Linked DNA regions of Mus musculus: region 2 is linked to region 1. The links are chromatin contacts, called in public HiChIP or PLAC-seq maps. All regions are on one chromosome and are shown on one strand. The core of a region is the stretch at or near the end of the contact, and the rest is flanking DNA. Distances in the headings are between cores, read along the strand shown. Region 1 holds the start of Slc36a2 (solute carrier family 36 (proton/amino acid symporter), member 2). Region 2 holds the start of Atox1 (antioxidant 1 copper chaperone).

What was found. HiChIP or PLAC-seq counts read pairs in DNA pulled down with a chosen protein or histone mark.
Region 2: an H3K4me3 HiChIP or PLAC-seq map of bone marrow-derived macrophages shows a contact between it and region 1, with 4 times the contacts expected there. The contact joins the promoter of Atox1 here to the promoter of Slc36a2 in region 1. A contact is called at or near these places in 5 of 39 promoter capture datasets (the C10 cell line, embryonic stem cells and second pharyngeal arch cranial neural crest), 15 of 484 Hi-C or Micro-C datasets (the 4T1 cell line, the HL-1 cell line, Th2 cells and 8 more), 21 of 115 datasets of contacts at active chromatin or transcription factors (the 230-238 cell line, the NIH/3T3 cell line, acute myeloid leukemia and 12 more) and 1 of 9 other capture datasets (adipose tissue).

What each region holds. Positions count from the first base shown.
Region 1 is chr11:55,181,797-55,189,313 of GRCm38.p6, forward strand. Slc36a2 (solute carrier family 36 (proton/amino acid symporter), member 2) reads right to left here and starts at 3,281. Exons shown (of 10, transcript NM_153170.3): 1 at 3,015-3,281. The coding sequence starts at 3,163.
Region 2 is chr11:55,456,667-55,464,183 of GRCm38.p6, forward strand. Atox1 (antioxidant 1 copper chaperone) reads right to left here and starts at 4,542. Exons shown (of 4, transcript NM_009720.3): 1 at 4,422-4,542. The coding sequence starts at 4,427. It also overlaps the pseudogene Gm12235.

The DNA.
Region 1 (7,517 bases), core at 2,031-4,530:
CCTGGAAGGTGACCACCCATCCCAAGATATCCAGAATTGTTCCATTAGCGGCTTGGGCCCTGTCTGTACCATGAAACACTAATTGTATGAGACCCTGTATGCGTGGAGTCTTTAAATATAACATCTCATTTAATCGTCTTGGCAGGACAATAAAGTAGGCAATGGTTGGGGTTTGGTCTGTAGATGGGAAATGGAGGCCCCAAAATACTTAGATAATTTGTCTATGAGTGCACAGTGGAGTCGTGGCTGGAAGCCAAGCTGCTTTGTAGCTCCGCCCTTCTGCAGGACCCTGGGAGGCAGTCCCAGGACAGGGAGGAAAGGGGCAGCCCCACATCATCACAAAGGAAACTGAGGCCCGGAGACCAGTTTGACTTCCTGAACTGTGGCAGAGACAGGACTGCACTCCCAGAATAGGGGAAAAGGCAGACTGGAGACAAGTCCCGGGGACTTCTCAGCAGTAGGTCAGGTGATGTCGGTCATCTGGGGATTGATCTCCAGAGAGATCTTTCTTTCTTTTCTTCTTAGCCCAGGACATTAAGTCTGGGGAATGGCATGACCTCTAACCCAATAAAACCCAAGTTAAAGCAAAGGACTCCCACTCTTTCTGTTGCCGTTGGCTTATGGTGCTCAGGGTCACAGCCGGGACCTTGTACATGCTAGGCAAGAGCTCTGCCTCTGAGCGGTGCCCTCAACACTCACGATTTCTTCTCTCTCTTTCTCTTCCATCCTCCCCTACTTTTCTCTTATTGTTCTCTGGATCTCCTATAGCACAGGCTAGCCTCAAATTCACTATGTAGCCAAGGGTTACCTTCAATTTCTGATTGTCCCACCTCCATACCCCAAGTGTTGAGACTACAGCTATGTCACCATGCCCAGTTTATACGGTGCTGGGGATCAAACCCAGGGCAGTGTGCCATCCAGACAGGCGCTTTACCAACTGTGCTATATTCCCAGCCTCAATTTACTATTTAGTTTAGACAGATGTGAAGTTGATCTAGAGGACAAGGTCATTAGGGGAGAACAATTCCAAGTTGGGACTTTCTCTCCCAATGAATCTCAAATATCCCAGCTCTCTTCTAGATGTTTCTGTATTCCAACCTTGTGACACACAGTGCTAAGCTTTTATCCAAACCCCCAGAAACCTTAGAAATTCCCCCAAAAAACCCTTGCAGCCAAGAGATCGTCTGGAAGCAGAGACAGGAGTCTGGCAGGAGCCTAGATTTTGGAATCAGACAAACCCAGGATTACAACCCAAGGCTGCTACTTATCCGGCTCTGTCATTTTGTGGGGGCACATGTTTGGCTCTGTAGCGCCTCTGCAAATGTTAAGAATAACAAAAAAATTTGAAAGAGCTGACTCAACTCCTGGTCTCTATTTTAACCCCCAAGTCCTCCAGCATTGGAGGACCTGCCCATGGACTGGCGGGAGTTAAAGAACAGTTGGAGGAGGGGTGGTGGTGGAGAATCCTGCGTGCCTGTCTCTCTCCCTGTGGGTGTCAACATTGCTGACAGAGAACTACACCCTCAGCCCCCAGCGATGGGCTTGTTTTGCAACTGGGAAGGGGTCAACGGGTCACTTAGGAAATTTCTAACTAAAGGACTTAGGAAATCAGAATTAGCTTGTAGCTGTTTGTTCGGTCAGCTTGCAGTGTGTCGAGCCATGCAAAAATTTGGACCAGGAGCCAGGAGGCCCGGGTCCTTTGGTGACCTGGAGCCACCATCACAAGTACTTTTTAAGCAGCTAAGAGTACACAAGTACTCAGCTCGCGCTCACATAGAAGGTGCAGCCATACTAGGAGGAGCAAGCCATCATTTCTAGACTTTCTCGGGCTGGCGAGTGGGAACTGAACCCAGACAGCCAGACTCCATCCCCTGCCTGCTTTCCCAGCCTGGACTCCCTGTCTCCAAGCCCCACAGGCTCCGCTCTGACTCTCTCTTGTTTTATTCTTTTGATTTTTAAGGAGTTGAAATTGCCACCTTGACCATCCAGGACACAAGAGTCAGCTGGTTCTCTCAAAGTTGAAAAATACCCTGCTCTGCTGTGGGTGGTCCAGGGGCCTCAGCAGCTCACTCAGTGACCTCTAGCACTTAGGAAGCCCAGGACCAGACCCAGGGACAAAGGAGCCATTGAGGCCATTCCTGCAGTGTCTTGTATGCAGTGTGGAGAGAGACTGTACCCATTCCTTCAGCACCTTCTCCCTCTCTGCCACACATTCCCCACTCTGTCTGTCTGTCCATCCTTTAATATACTAGGTCGTATCTGCTCCTCCCTGCTTTCCATATGAGGACACTTGCTTCAGGGAAGAGAAGGACAGGGCTTCCACCTGAACCCAGACCTTCTGGTCCTCTGTTAATTACACTCCCTACTACCTTGATGACGTCAAACTTGCTCCTTAAAGCACGAGCCTGGGCTGGCTAGACTGCTATGTTAGTGAAGTCAAGTAGGGAGGAGGAAGAAGAAGAAGAGGAGGAGGAGGAGGGTATTGGAGCCCTGTAGCTTGTCGTGTTCTGAAAAATCTTTGCGAATGTCTCCTCTAGAATCCATCTTCTGGGAAATGGAAGACACTAGAAGCTTCCACGTGCTGTTCTTTGAGTAGTACCATGGCAGCCCCAGCGGCAGCAGGACCCAGGCTTGCGACAGGGAGAGGCTTGCTTGTTGCTTGTGGCTGAGGCCACTGTGGTTTACATACTGACCCCAGCTTCCCTCCAAGTTCTGCCTCCCTCCTAGACACTGAGAGCCCCAAACTGACTTTAACAAAAGTGCTTAGCCCCCTTCCTTCCAATAAATCTTAGCATGTGGCTTAAAGCAGCTGGGTCTCAGTTTCCCTCTCAGGACTTTTCAGATTCTAATCGTGCCCCTAGCTAGAACGTCCTATTTGACACAGACCCTGACTGCACTTTTTCCTCTTTGGTGTTCCCAGCTGCACAGTGGGTTGAGGGTCAGACATGCCCACCTCGAGATCCGGACTGGAAGCTGATGGAGGCAGACGTGGGGTGGGAGGGAGCTGCACTCACGTTATGCCCTTGGTCTTCTTTGATGACTCTGAAGAGCTCCCATTCGCTGGACTGGGATCCTGGCTCTGCAGCTTCTTGGCACTCTCAGGAAGGTCCAGATTGAGAGGGGTGGCTACCTGCGGACTCCTGGCACTCTTGGTCACAGACATGATGGCTTCAGAAAGGGCAAGCTCAAGGTAGGGAGAGGGCAATCAAGGAGGTGTATGTGCAGGTGCAAGTTGGGCCCAGTAGATCTGACCGGAGAGCTTGCTCTGGCCTGGCTGGAATGAGACCACGCCCACCTGCATGGACACCCCGCCTCCTCTTGCTTAAAGAAACCCAGCGGGAGAAAGAGAGGAAGGAGGGATTTGGGAAGAGAGCCATAAGCTTTATTGATATTACCCAATCAACCACAGTGCAGTTAACTTTTTCTTTTCTTTTCTTTCCTTTCCTTTCCTTTCCTTTCCTTTCCTTTCCTTTCCTTTCCTTTCCTTTCCTTTCCTTTCCTTTCCTTTCCTTTCCTTTCCTTTCCTCTCTCTCTCTCTCTCTCTCTCTCTCTCTCTTTCTTTCTTTCTTTCTTTCTTTCGTGTGTGACAGGATCTCCTGTAGCCCAAAGTGGCCTGTAATTCATTAGATAGCTAAGGATCATCCAGAACTTTTGAGCCACCTGCCTCTACCTCCTGAGTGCTGGAATTACAGATGTGTCCACCACCGCATCTGTTTTTATACAGAACTGGGGGCAGGACCCAGGCCTTTAAGCATATTAGGCAAGCAGTCCACATCTGAGCCTTATTTCCAGTCTATCCTGATAATTTTAATGACGAGAGCCGAACTATTTATTACACACTCCGCTAAGGGGGTACCCATTTCTGTCTCTGAAAAAAAATGCCTTCCTGTCTTCATCTCAGGGCAGGCTTCCCAGGTCCTACCAGCCTGCAGTCAGCTCTAAGAAGATGGGAGGGGCAGCTGGCACCTCACCTAGAGCAGGGCTCTTTCTAAGGTTTCACGTGTAATTCTGAACTCGTGGCCTGTCTGTGTGTTTGTATGCATGCGTGCATGCTGTGTATATGTGGAGGTAAGAGCTGGATTTGCGGTGTCTTCCTCAAACATAGTGCTGACTTAATACAGTGACTCATGTTGTGGTGACCCTCAGCCATAACAGTTTCATTGCTACTTCATAAACTGTTGCCAGTTATGAATTGGCACGTAAATATCTGATATGCAGGAGAGTTGATATGTGGCACCCCCCCCTCCCGGGGTCGCCACCCACAGGTTGAGAACTGCTGAAGAGGTGCCTTTACTTTCTGAAGGCTCCATGGAGGGAGAAGGAAAGGAATGAATTCTGCATGAGTCCCAGGCGCGTTTTCCCGGGCAGGCCACGGTTCAGGGGCTTCAGGGGCGACCGGGTGTGATCTGCTTAAGGTTACAATGTGGCTTCCGGGTTGGAGCTCTGGACCGGAAGATGGTCTCGGGAGCTTCTTGGGATTCTGCTCTCTGTCATTATCTCTGCTCAGGGTAAACGAACCAGCCAAACTCTCCTCTTCTACAAATTATAGCATTTTTCTTCTTGTACCAGTCTCCCCACCACCATCTCCTCCTCAGAAAGCAACATTTACCGAGGCCGTACTGTGTGCCAACAGTGTAGCTTAAAACACCCCCATGGTATCAGGAACACCTAAGACAGACTCTGAAGGACCTGTCCCTTACCAGGGTTCTTTCTAGGGTCCGGCGTGCAATTCTGAACTTGTGGCACGTCTGTGTGTCCTATGCATACATGCATAGTGTGTACACTCAGAGGTTTGGAGATACTATGTAGCCCATGGCTGTCCTGAAACTCACTCTGTAGATCAGGCTGGTCTTGAGCTCACAGAGATCAGCCTGACTCTGCCTCCTAAGTGCTGGGACAAAAGGCATGTGTCACTATGCCCAGTTCCATCTTGTGTTATTTTGAGACAGGGTCTCTCATTGAACCTAGAGTTCAGCAAATCTGGCCAGTGAGCTCCAGAATCCCACCGGTTTCTGCATCCTTACCCTGACACCAGCAGTGGGATTATAGCCTCGGGCAGCCACATGAAGCTGTGCTTGGCTCTTGTGTGGGTTTCGGAGATCAAGCTTAGTCCCCATTAGTGCCCAGCAAACACTTTACTGACTGAGCCATTTATCTCTTCCCAGTTCCTGTTTTTGTTTTGTTTTCTCTCCTAAAGAGTCTCACCCCAGGCTGGGAGATGGTTCATTAGTAAAGATGCTTGCTGTCGGCATGGTAACCTGAGTTTGATCCCTGGAGCCCACCTGGTGGAACTCTTGTAAATTGTCCTCTGATTCCCTACTCGCCCCATCCCACTAGCAAATAGATAAACAATAGTAATGTTTAAAGCTACAAAGAGGAGGTTCACCCCCACCCCTTCCTGCTCCTTCCTGCATCCCCAGTGGTATGTGCTAGACTCCACAAAAAAACTGGCAACTTCATTGGGGGAGCACTGTTGTTTTGTTTCTTGGAAACTGAGGCTCCAAAAGGCAAAGGACAGTTTGACAGAGGTCTCATCCCTTGGAAGAGTCCCTGCTGCACCCTAGCCAGATCCTAGCAGGCCTGCTGCCTGCAGCTTTGATCGCCACACTGATTCTTGGTTAAGTGTGCTGGCCCTACCCTTCATGTCCTTGCCCTGAGTCAACTGTGGCCCGGCTGTGGTTTGCAAAGTGTCCTAACTTCCCTTGTCTGGCACCATCACATGGTGCTATTCCTGGTCTGTGGAGTAGCAGGCTGCTTTGTGGAACCTGCAATTGGGATTCCACAGTTTGGTTCTAATTTTAGATTTCATCTTGTCGAAAGAGCTTTGCTCCCTCCAGGCAATGAGATCTGTACACGCAGATTGTCAGGGGATGGGGCTGAAATCAATTTTGCTTTCCTCTCCAAATTGATTAAGAATCTGGGGTTAATCTTCAGACCTTTTGAATAGGAGTAGCTGGAATACTGGTGTTTGACCAGGGTCCCTTCATGTATATCATGGCCAAAAGGAACCTTGTTGGGTGAGACAAAGGTGTACACTCCTAGTGTGTGGTACTACTGGTCAGATGAAAGGGTGAGGACTCAGGAGGAGCCAGGCATCTGGAGAGCTGGATTCCAGCGTGGCACCACCACAAAGCCGTTGGAACCCTGGAGAGGACACTGCTGTACTCTGAGCCTTACCACCTCATTACATGAAGTAGATGCCAGAGTGCATATGACTTCTAAAGGCAGGAGGACCAGAGACACATGGGTGGGCGTTCTCTGTAAAGCTGAGGGCTGAGTAGAAGGTCAGAGGAGTGAATGTAACTCAGTTACACTTTAGAAAGAGGTGTGTGTGTGTGTGCACGCGCACGTGTGCAGGAGTGCACTACAGCTCAAGTGTGGAGTTCGGATGATGACTTGTAGGAACTGGCTCTCTCTTTCTACATGTGGGTTCTGGGCTCTTGTCTTCTGGCTTGCTGGCAGATGCCTTTACCCTCTGAAGTGACTTACTGACCCCAAGTACAACTTAAATGTACACACTCACACACACACTCACACACACACACACACACACACACACACACACACACACACACACACTGTAGAGTTGAGGTGGTGTGGGGAGCTCCTTTCATTTTTTTTTTAAAGATTTATTTTATGTATATAAGTACACTGTAGCTGTCCTCAGACACACCAGAAGAGGGCATCAGATCTCATTACAGATGGTTGTGAGCCACTATGTGGTTGCTGGGAATTGAACCCTGGACCTCTGGAAGAGCAGTCAGTGCTCTTAACCGCTGAGCCATCTCTCCAGCCCACTTCTTTCATTCTTGTATGCAGGTTGAAGCATAGGATCTTGAGGTGCACCTGATAGTCTAGGGAGGTAATAAGGAATGCTGGGATGGGGGTTTGAAGGGGCCTAAGATATGGCTGTGTGTGCCTTCTTCATTCACTGATCTTGTGAGTTGCACTTCTCTTCCGGGCAAGAGTCAACTCTCTTCCTTTTAAACAAACACAACAGTATATCTTCATAGGCACGGTGTGGTTATCTGAGATATGTATAGACTCCATATTGAGCAACCCAGGGTACTTAGAGTGTTCATTGTCTCATACATCTATTATATCTTTGTGACAAGGCATTCGAAGCAGTTCTCTTGGCCAGGTGTGATGAAGCACATCTTTAATCTCAGCACTTGGAGGGGAGAGGCAGGTGGAACGCTGAGCCAGAGGCTAGCCTGTTGTATATAGAGAGTCCCAGGCCACCCAGGGCTACCTAATGAGACCTTGTCAAAAAAAATTTAAAGGTATCCTTTTGTAGCTATTTATAATATAATATGGCTGGCCATAAACACCCTTCTGTAATGGAGTGGAAATGTATCCTATGCTGCTCCTTTCTTACCATTTCTTTCCCTTGTCTAGTCTCCTCTGCCTTACCTGGCCTCCACTGACCTCTCTTCTCCTCTCTAGTTTAGGATTCCAGGGGTATTTATCTTCCTGTGTCCGACTCCTTTTACTTAACATTATGATCTCCACATACC
Region 2 (7,517 bases), core at 3,292-5,791, 280 kb after region 1:
TCAGTGGTACATTGCTTGCCTGGCATGTATAAAGCCCTGGGTTTACTTCCCATACTGAGACAGTACATTGTTTTGCTTTGAATAGTTTCCGTGCTACTTTGTAATCTACGTGCCCCTTTATTTTAACTCTGAATAAGAAGCCAAGAGCTTAGAAACAGCCAGCCCAAGATCCCAACCACCAGTAATATAACTGCAGTAACAAAATAACAAACAACAAACAAACAAACAAAAATAACAAGAACAAAACAGTGGCTCCCCACCCCCCAGCCCCATCCTTGTTTTGTTGCTGTTGTTGCTGCTACTTTGAGAACAGGGTCTTATTATGTAGCCCAGACTAGCCTGGAACTCAGTATGCTGTCCATACTGAGCCTCAAACTCTACCTTCCCGCCTCAGAAACCCAAGCACTGCATAAATAGGTACCCAACAACACATCCAAATTCAACGCCCACCTTCCCCATGAAGCTCATCAAAATATCTCTAGGACAAGCTGAGTGAGCCTCATCTGAGTGCTTGGGAGCAGAAATGTCCCTGATGAGGCAATATTCGCATACACATAATGAGCTGTCTTGGGGATAGAACGAGTCTAAACATGAATCATATTTATGTACACAGACGAAAGGTAATTTCATGCAATGTTGTGAATGAACCATGTTTGGGCACCTTGTGGCATCAGGCCCCCGGCTAGTCTGAAACTGCGTTTATGGTCACAGACTCACAGAGATCTGCAGGCCTCTGCCATCTCAGTACTAGGATTACTTTAGTATTTAATCCAAGCACTTGGGAGGCAGAGGCGGGATTAAAGTCATGCATCGCTATATCCAGCATACTTTTTTTTTAATTATGTCTATGTGTATATGTGTGTGTGCCTTCATGAGTTTATGCACACCAGGTATGTGCAGGACCTCACAGAACTCAAAGGAGGATATAGCATCCTCTGGAACTGGAGTTAAAGCTAGCTATGAGCTGCTATGTGATGGTAGGAATATAGACATGGGCCCTCTGTAGTTCCTTTGTGAAGATTAGGAATCAGCAGTTAAGAACTCATACTGTCCTTCCAAAGGACCCAAGTTTGGATCCCAGTGTCCCCATTAGCAGGCTCACAACAGCCTGTAACTATAACTCCAGGGGGATCTGATGCCTTTTTATGGACCCCACAGGCACCCACACTCATACCCACATACCCACACATTGACACAGGTATATGCATATAATTAAAAAAATAAAAAAACTGGGGGGGTGTGGGCTCATGTCTTTAATCCATGCACGCTGGAGGCAGTGGCAGGCAGATCTCCAAGTTTGAGGCCAGTCCAGTCTACAGAGTGAGTTCCAGGATACACAGGAAAACCCTGTCTCAGAAGCAAAGCAAAAAATAAAAAAATAGGGCTAGACTGATGGCTCAGTAGTTAAGACTGCTTGTACTCTTCCAGAGACCTGAGTTTCCCGAACCATGTTGGATGTTACAGTTACCACTGTAATTCCCACTCTCAGGGAATCTGAAGCCCTCTCTTATGGTCTCTGTACACAAGTGGCATGCGCGCGCGCACACACACACACACACACACACACACACACACACAAATAAAATTAAAGCTACAAGATAGTACGTAGCAAGTAAATTACAATTATTCACTTATTTGCATGTGGGAGTGTGTGCCAGGGATGTCAGAGGCCATCAACCTGACCCATCCTGCAACCCTCATGTTCCCTTTTCTGCAGTATTTTTCTAGCTTGAAAAGAGAAGCATTCATTTCCTTCTGCTCAGGATTCACTAAGGTGATGAGGTCATGGGTGTGAAGGCCCTAGGGGAGAGAGGCTTTCTTTGCTCCAGGCAAATCTTAGCATAGCTCCACAAGCTACTCTCAGAAGAAGCTCTGAAATGGAGTTTCAGAGGATAATTTTTTGCTGCTCAAGGAGCTAAAGTCAACAGTTATCTGAGCTCCAAACTGAGGACCACGGCAGGAAAGGACTTCTTTCACAGCACAGAGGTCAGAGGTCAGGGGTCCGCTCCAGGAGGCCGATGTTCCAGCTCAGAGCTCCCTACCTCTGCCTACACATTGTGCAACTAAACATGATGACACAGAGTTGGCTTAAGGGACAGGGTGATCCAGTCTTCACAAGGGTATTCCCTAAACTGCTCCACCTTCTGGGTGTCTCGCCAGGGCCACTAGACCCCAGGATCCTTTCTTTAGGTCTTGGGTTTGAGGCTCAGTGACAGAGCACATACATTGTATACACAGGCCCTGGATTCAACACCTAGCACCACAAAACAAAACCATAAGCCAGGTGTGGCAGCTCACTTCTGCAAACCCAACCCTTGAGAAGCTAAGGCAGAAAGATTGCTATGAGTTTAAGAGTCATCCTGGGCTAGGTATTCACTTACAGCCAACCTGGGCTATGGTGATGTTTGGTAACGATAATAACAAAATGAATCCTCATAAGTATAATATATATTGTTATACTACATATTGTTGTATTACTATATTATATATATTAATTACTTCAGAAAGCCAGTAAGTGGTATGATTCTTTTATAGACACTAGAACTGGAAGAGTGAGAATAGAGGGGGAGTAGGAGGGGGAGGAGAAAGAGGAAGAGGAGGACACTATTCCTCTAGAGGACGCTGAGTCTTTGAACACTGGTGTCTTAGAGTCCTGTTTACTAGTATCTGCACATCTCTGATGTGCCCGACTCTCTCACACCTTGTTACACTGTCTCCTTTATGTCTCCTTTAATCGCTACAATGATTCAAAAAGCCAGGAAACTCTACCTTGTGAGAGATCAGAAGGCTGAAGCTCCGGGGTTAAATACTGACCCCAGGAGACACAGCTCATGAGTAGGAAGGCCTAGGCTGGAGAGAGGACACAAGACTTGAACTTTTAACCAGTGAGACCCATGTTAAATTGGAGTGGAAGCCTGCCTACCCAGTTCTACCCCACTCGACCTACATCAACATAAGAGTCACTACTCCTTGGGGACAGATGGGTCACTAGCTGTGTTAAATATGATGATATAACTCCAGTTAATACCAACCTCAGTCCTGAAAGGTCTGTTTTCAGTCCTGATTTTACAGATGAGGAGACAAAGGCTCAGAGAGGCAGAACAACTTGCCTGAGGCTGCCCAGCTGGCAAGCCAAGGGCAAACTTTCAGGTTTCTGGGTTAAGCTTTGGTCTGCAAACTATCTTGGGTAAGACTTACTTCCCTGGCTAGATTGGAGGTAGCACTTGACCAATACCTCCCTGCACTTAGCAATTTGTCTTGATAAGGTGCCTGTTCATCTCCCATTAAATCCTGTGTCCCCAGAGGCAGACACAGAACAGAGAGGCCCTCAAGCTATTTTTTTCCTTCACTGCTGCCCTCTGAAGAGCAGCCGGGCAGCCTCCACTCTGGAATCCTGAGGTCACCAAGGAGTCTGTCACATGGACTAGCTTGACTGGCAGGATGGACTTTACCAAGTTTTTTTTTTTTTTTTGGTCTGTGCTTTGTGCAGACAGGGTCTGAAGACAATGGGCAGGAACCACAAGAATGACACCTGAGAGGTTTAAGGATTTGTACCAGGAAGAAGCCTCAGGTTCATTCCCAGAAGATAAGCTGCTAAAACACAGAATACTCCTGGGAGACCTCTGGGTTGAGAGGCACTGGGAGGAAAATGCTCTCCACTCCACAACTCTAGACCAGCATCTCCGGAACTCAGTTGAGATTAGAGCTTGCCCCCAAACAAGTACAACTGGTTTTGCCCAGCACTTCCCAGGTGGTCTGGCTCCATCTTGTATCCTACCTACCTAGCTAGCTCCCAACAATAAACGCTTTCCAGCAAGCACTGGGGTTTTTCTTCTCTTCTTGTGTAATGTGCCAAGGCCTCATGTAAGGCCTTCATTTTAAATTAAGCAATGAGACTAGAAGCCGCCATGCAAAGGAGTGGGGTGATTTCAAAGGCAAGATAAGCGCTGCTCTCGGCTCCTTAAACTCTGCTCTGAGCTTTGGGATTCCTGGTTGGGGAAGAAAGTACCCTGTCGGCCCAGTGCTGAAGTGGAAGCAGGGCAGTGTGGGCAGGAGAGATGAACAGAGACATGCTTCTCTGGAAAGCCTGCAGGCGGCAGGGTATGCATGTGGAAAGGCCAGGTACCCGCATTCCTATATGGGTTCTCTGCCCTACCTCCCTGCCTCAGTTTCCCCATTATGCAGAAAAGGATGGGGCTGCCTCTCGAAGACTCTCTAGGGCGATCCGGAGGCCTGTGTTCTGCACTACACTGCTCTCTGCAGCTTTCCGGAGGGTCCCGAAGCCGGAGGACCGTGCGGAAGGTAAACTGAGAAACGACTGCAGCTCTGGCCACGGCCTGCGCCCTGACAGCAGCGTCGGGCTCGGAAACAGTGCATCCGGGCTGGAGACAGAAGTTCCCGCGGGTCGAACGGCCACTTACCGGCATGACTGACGCGGCACACACGGGCAGTGGCAGCGGCGACGACGACTGGAACTCCTCTCCCGGACACCAAAGCTGCGCTTCCGGAGAGCGCTCCTGAAAGCCCCGCCCTCAGGCCAACCCATCCTTCGGCCAGGCCCCGCCCTAGGGCTGGGCTCCACTTATGCCCCGCCTCTTCCGGGGCTAGCTTCGTCAAGGCCCGGCCCTTTGAGGAAGGATCTGCTAAATTCCCTGTCCCTTCCGGTCCAGTTAGAGCTAGGTTCCTCCCTTGGGCTGGCCTCCTCTTGCTTACCGTGCCTTTCGATATGAATATTTCACTAGGTCCCGCCTCTCTTTTGGGTTAGGTCACGCCCCTCCGGACGCGGAAAGGCCAGGCTTTTTTGAGGTCAAGCTAAGGCTATCTTGTGGAGGCCAGACCTGCGTTTTCTGCTGGGTCATTTCTGAAACAGGGCTAGGGAATGCAAGGCCAAGGCTCTGGGAATAAAAGATCTGGCATCTCCCTAAAGGGACCATCTCTCTTGCTTACCACTCAACTCAGTCCCTAAACTACAGTGGCCTGACCTAGGGCGCCAGGCCTGTTGACCCGGATACTAACGTGGCTGAGGCAGAAGATTTCTGGGTTCAAGGCTTACTGCGGCTGCAAAGTTCAAGGGCATCCTGGACTTCTTGAGACCCTTTCCTGAAAAAACATATTAAAAAAGAAATCCAAATTTAAGGCACATAGTAGATAAATTCACAACTGTAATCCCAGTGCTTGAAAAGTTGAGGCAGAGCTGGGCCAGGTGGTGGTCATGCCTTCCTTCAATCCTGGCCCTCTGGAGGCAGAGGCAGGTGGATCTCTTAAGTTCAAAGCCAGCCTGGTCTACAGAGCAAGCTCCAGGGCTATGCAAAAAACAAACAAACAAACAAACAAACAAAACAAAACAAAAAACCCATGAGACTGCGTCCTTCCCACCCAATTATGGCAGCCCCAGTAAACCGAGTTACTGCATGGGTAACTGACACCCATGAAGAAGATTGGCTTCCTCAAGAGTGCCAGAAGGACCAACCGACTGGATCTATCTCCTCTACCAGCCATTTGTGTCCTTGAGCTGGAGGCTGAGAGGAGATCCCTAAACTAAGTAGGCAATCTGCCATTTTGTGTGTCAGGATGGGTTCAGTCTGAAACCATGCTATAATTTGAACATAAAAGTTATAAGAAGTTGGCTAACAGGGGAAAGCCTAAGAATCTAAGACTAGCTGGATGGGGTAAGGGTGGCACACATGTGTCTATAAACAAGCATTCCCGGGGCTGGCGAGATGGCTCAGTAATTAAGAGCGCGCCGACTGCTCTTCCAAAGGTCCCGAGTTCAAATCCCAGCAACCACATGGTGGCTCACGACCATCCGTAACGAAATCTGATGCCCTCTTCTGGGGTGTCTGAGGACAGCTACAGTGTACTTACATATAATAAATAAATAAATCTTAAAAAAAAAAAAAACAAGCATTCCCCCTACACTCCAGAGGCTGAGGCAGGGGATTTATGAATTGGAGGCCAGTCTGAGCCTCATGAGAACCTGTCTTAAATAAAATGAACTAAAATAAAATAAATGTAAGAACATAATAGGCTGGGCGATGGTGGTGCACGCCTTGCTCCCAGCACTCGGGAGGCAGAGGCAAGCGGATTTCTGAGTTTGAGGCCAGCCTGGTCTACAGAGTGAGTTCCAGGACAGCTAGGGCTACACAGAGAAACCCTGTCTCAACCCCCCCAAAACAAAAACAAAAACAAACAAACAACAACAAAAAGAATTGGAAGCAGGGGGATTGCTGAAAGTTCAAAGCCAGTCTACACTACAAAACACCATGTCCCAAGCACTAATAACCCTTCACCCTGATACAAAAGTGTGATGGATGTGAGAAGATTCAACTGTCCAGAAGGTTAAGACATAAGTGTCCGAGAAACAGGTCCCCCTGCAGAACGTTCTGGCTGGGAGGCTTCTGGGAAAGCATCTATATCCCCAAAGGGAACTGATACCACTCTCTGCCTCCTTGCTCCAACTCCACATAACTTCTAGAGAACAAGGACCTTCCGTCTAGCTGTCCATGACAGAAATGTCCCAGAGGCTGATGCAAGAGCCACGGAGCTAGTGCTGAGCACTGATGGCCCCAGACTTATTCTGGGGGAAGGGAAGCCATCTTTATTTCATCTCCTGAAGTCAACTTTCTTTACTTGCCCTTGACATGCCTCACTGAGAGTCCTCACCTGATGATGTACAGCTTGCTTCTGGCCTTAATGCACCTAGTGTTGCGATGTCACCACACACAGTTCCCTAAAATTAAAAATAGAACAAATTGGTATGTGAGGAATTGTCTGCCATTTAAAGTTTTGCTAGATTGATTGACTGCCTCTCAGAACAAGGGAAAAGGTTATTCTATCTATCTATCTATCTATCTATCTATCTATCTATCCATCCATCCATCCATCTTCGACATAGGGTTTCTTTTGTATAACTCTGGCTGTTCTGGAATTCAGTCTTTAGACTAGTCTGCCCTGGGGCTCAGAGATCTGCCTGCCTCTGCCTCCTGGGTGATGGGATTAAAGGCGTGAGCCACCACCTCCACCCATGTAAGGTTTTAATTTTAAATTTAAAAAATATTTTTTCCAGGTTCATAATTTCTTGTACAAATTGAGTTTTACATAGTGGATTCACATCAGCTCCTTCAGGCACGGGACTTAACAGATGAGGTCAGACATTTCCAAGTCCATTTCTCTTGCTTTCACAGCTAGAGTTGTTTTAGGCCTTAACTTGAAGTATAAGACCAACAAAGCAATGCCTCCGTATATGGCCGGGACACAATTTATTCTACCTGTGAGGGTGAAAGAGTTGAAATACTTTTAATACCGGTGAACTGGAATTGGCCATCACTTTCTGGACCAGCCATGACTTTAATCTGCACCCAAATCACAAACTCTGCAGCTGATGTCCTTTGACAAACCCAGCGACCAGCTCGGTGTGACTAGAAGACAAATCTTCCCTGCACGCGACTGACAGGCCACAGGGACTCTTAAAAAATAATTTTTAAAAAATTGTAGGGGCTGGAGAGATGGCTCAGTGG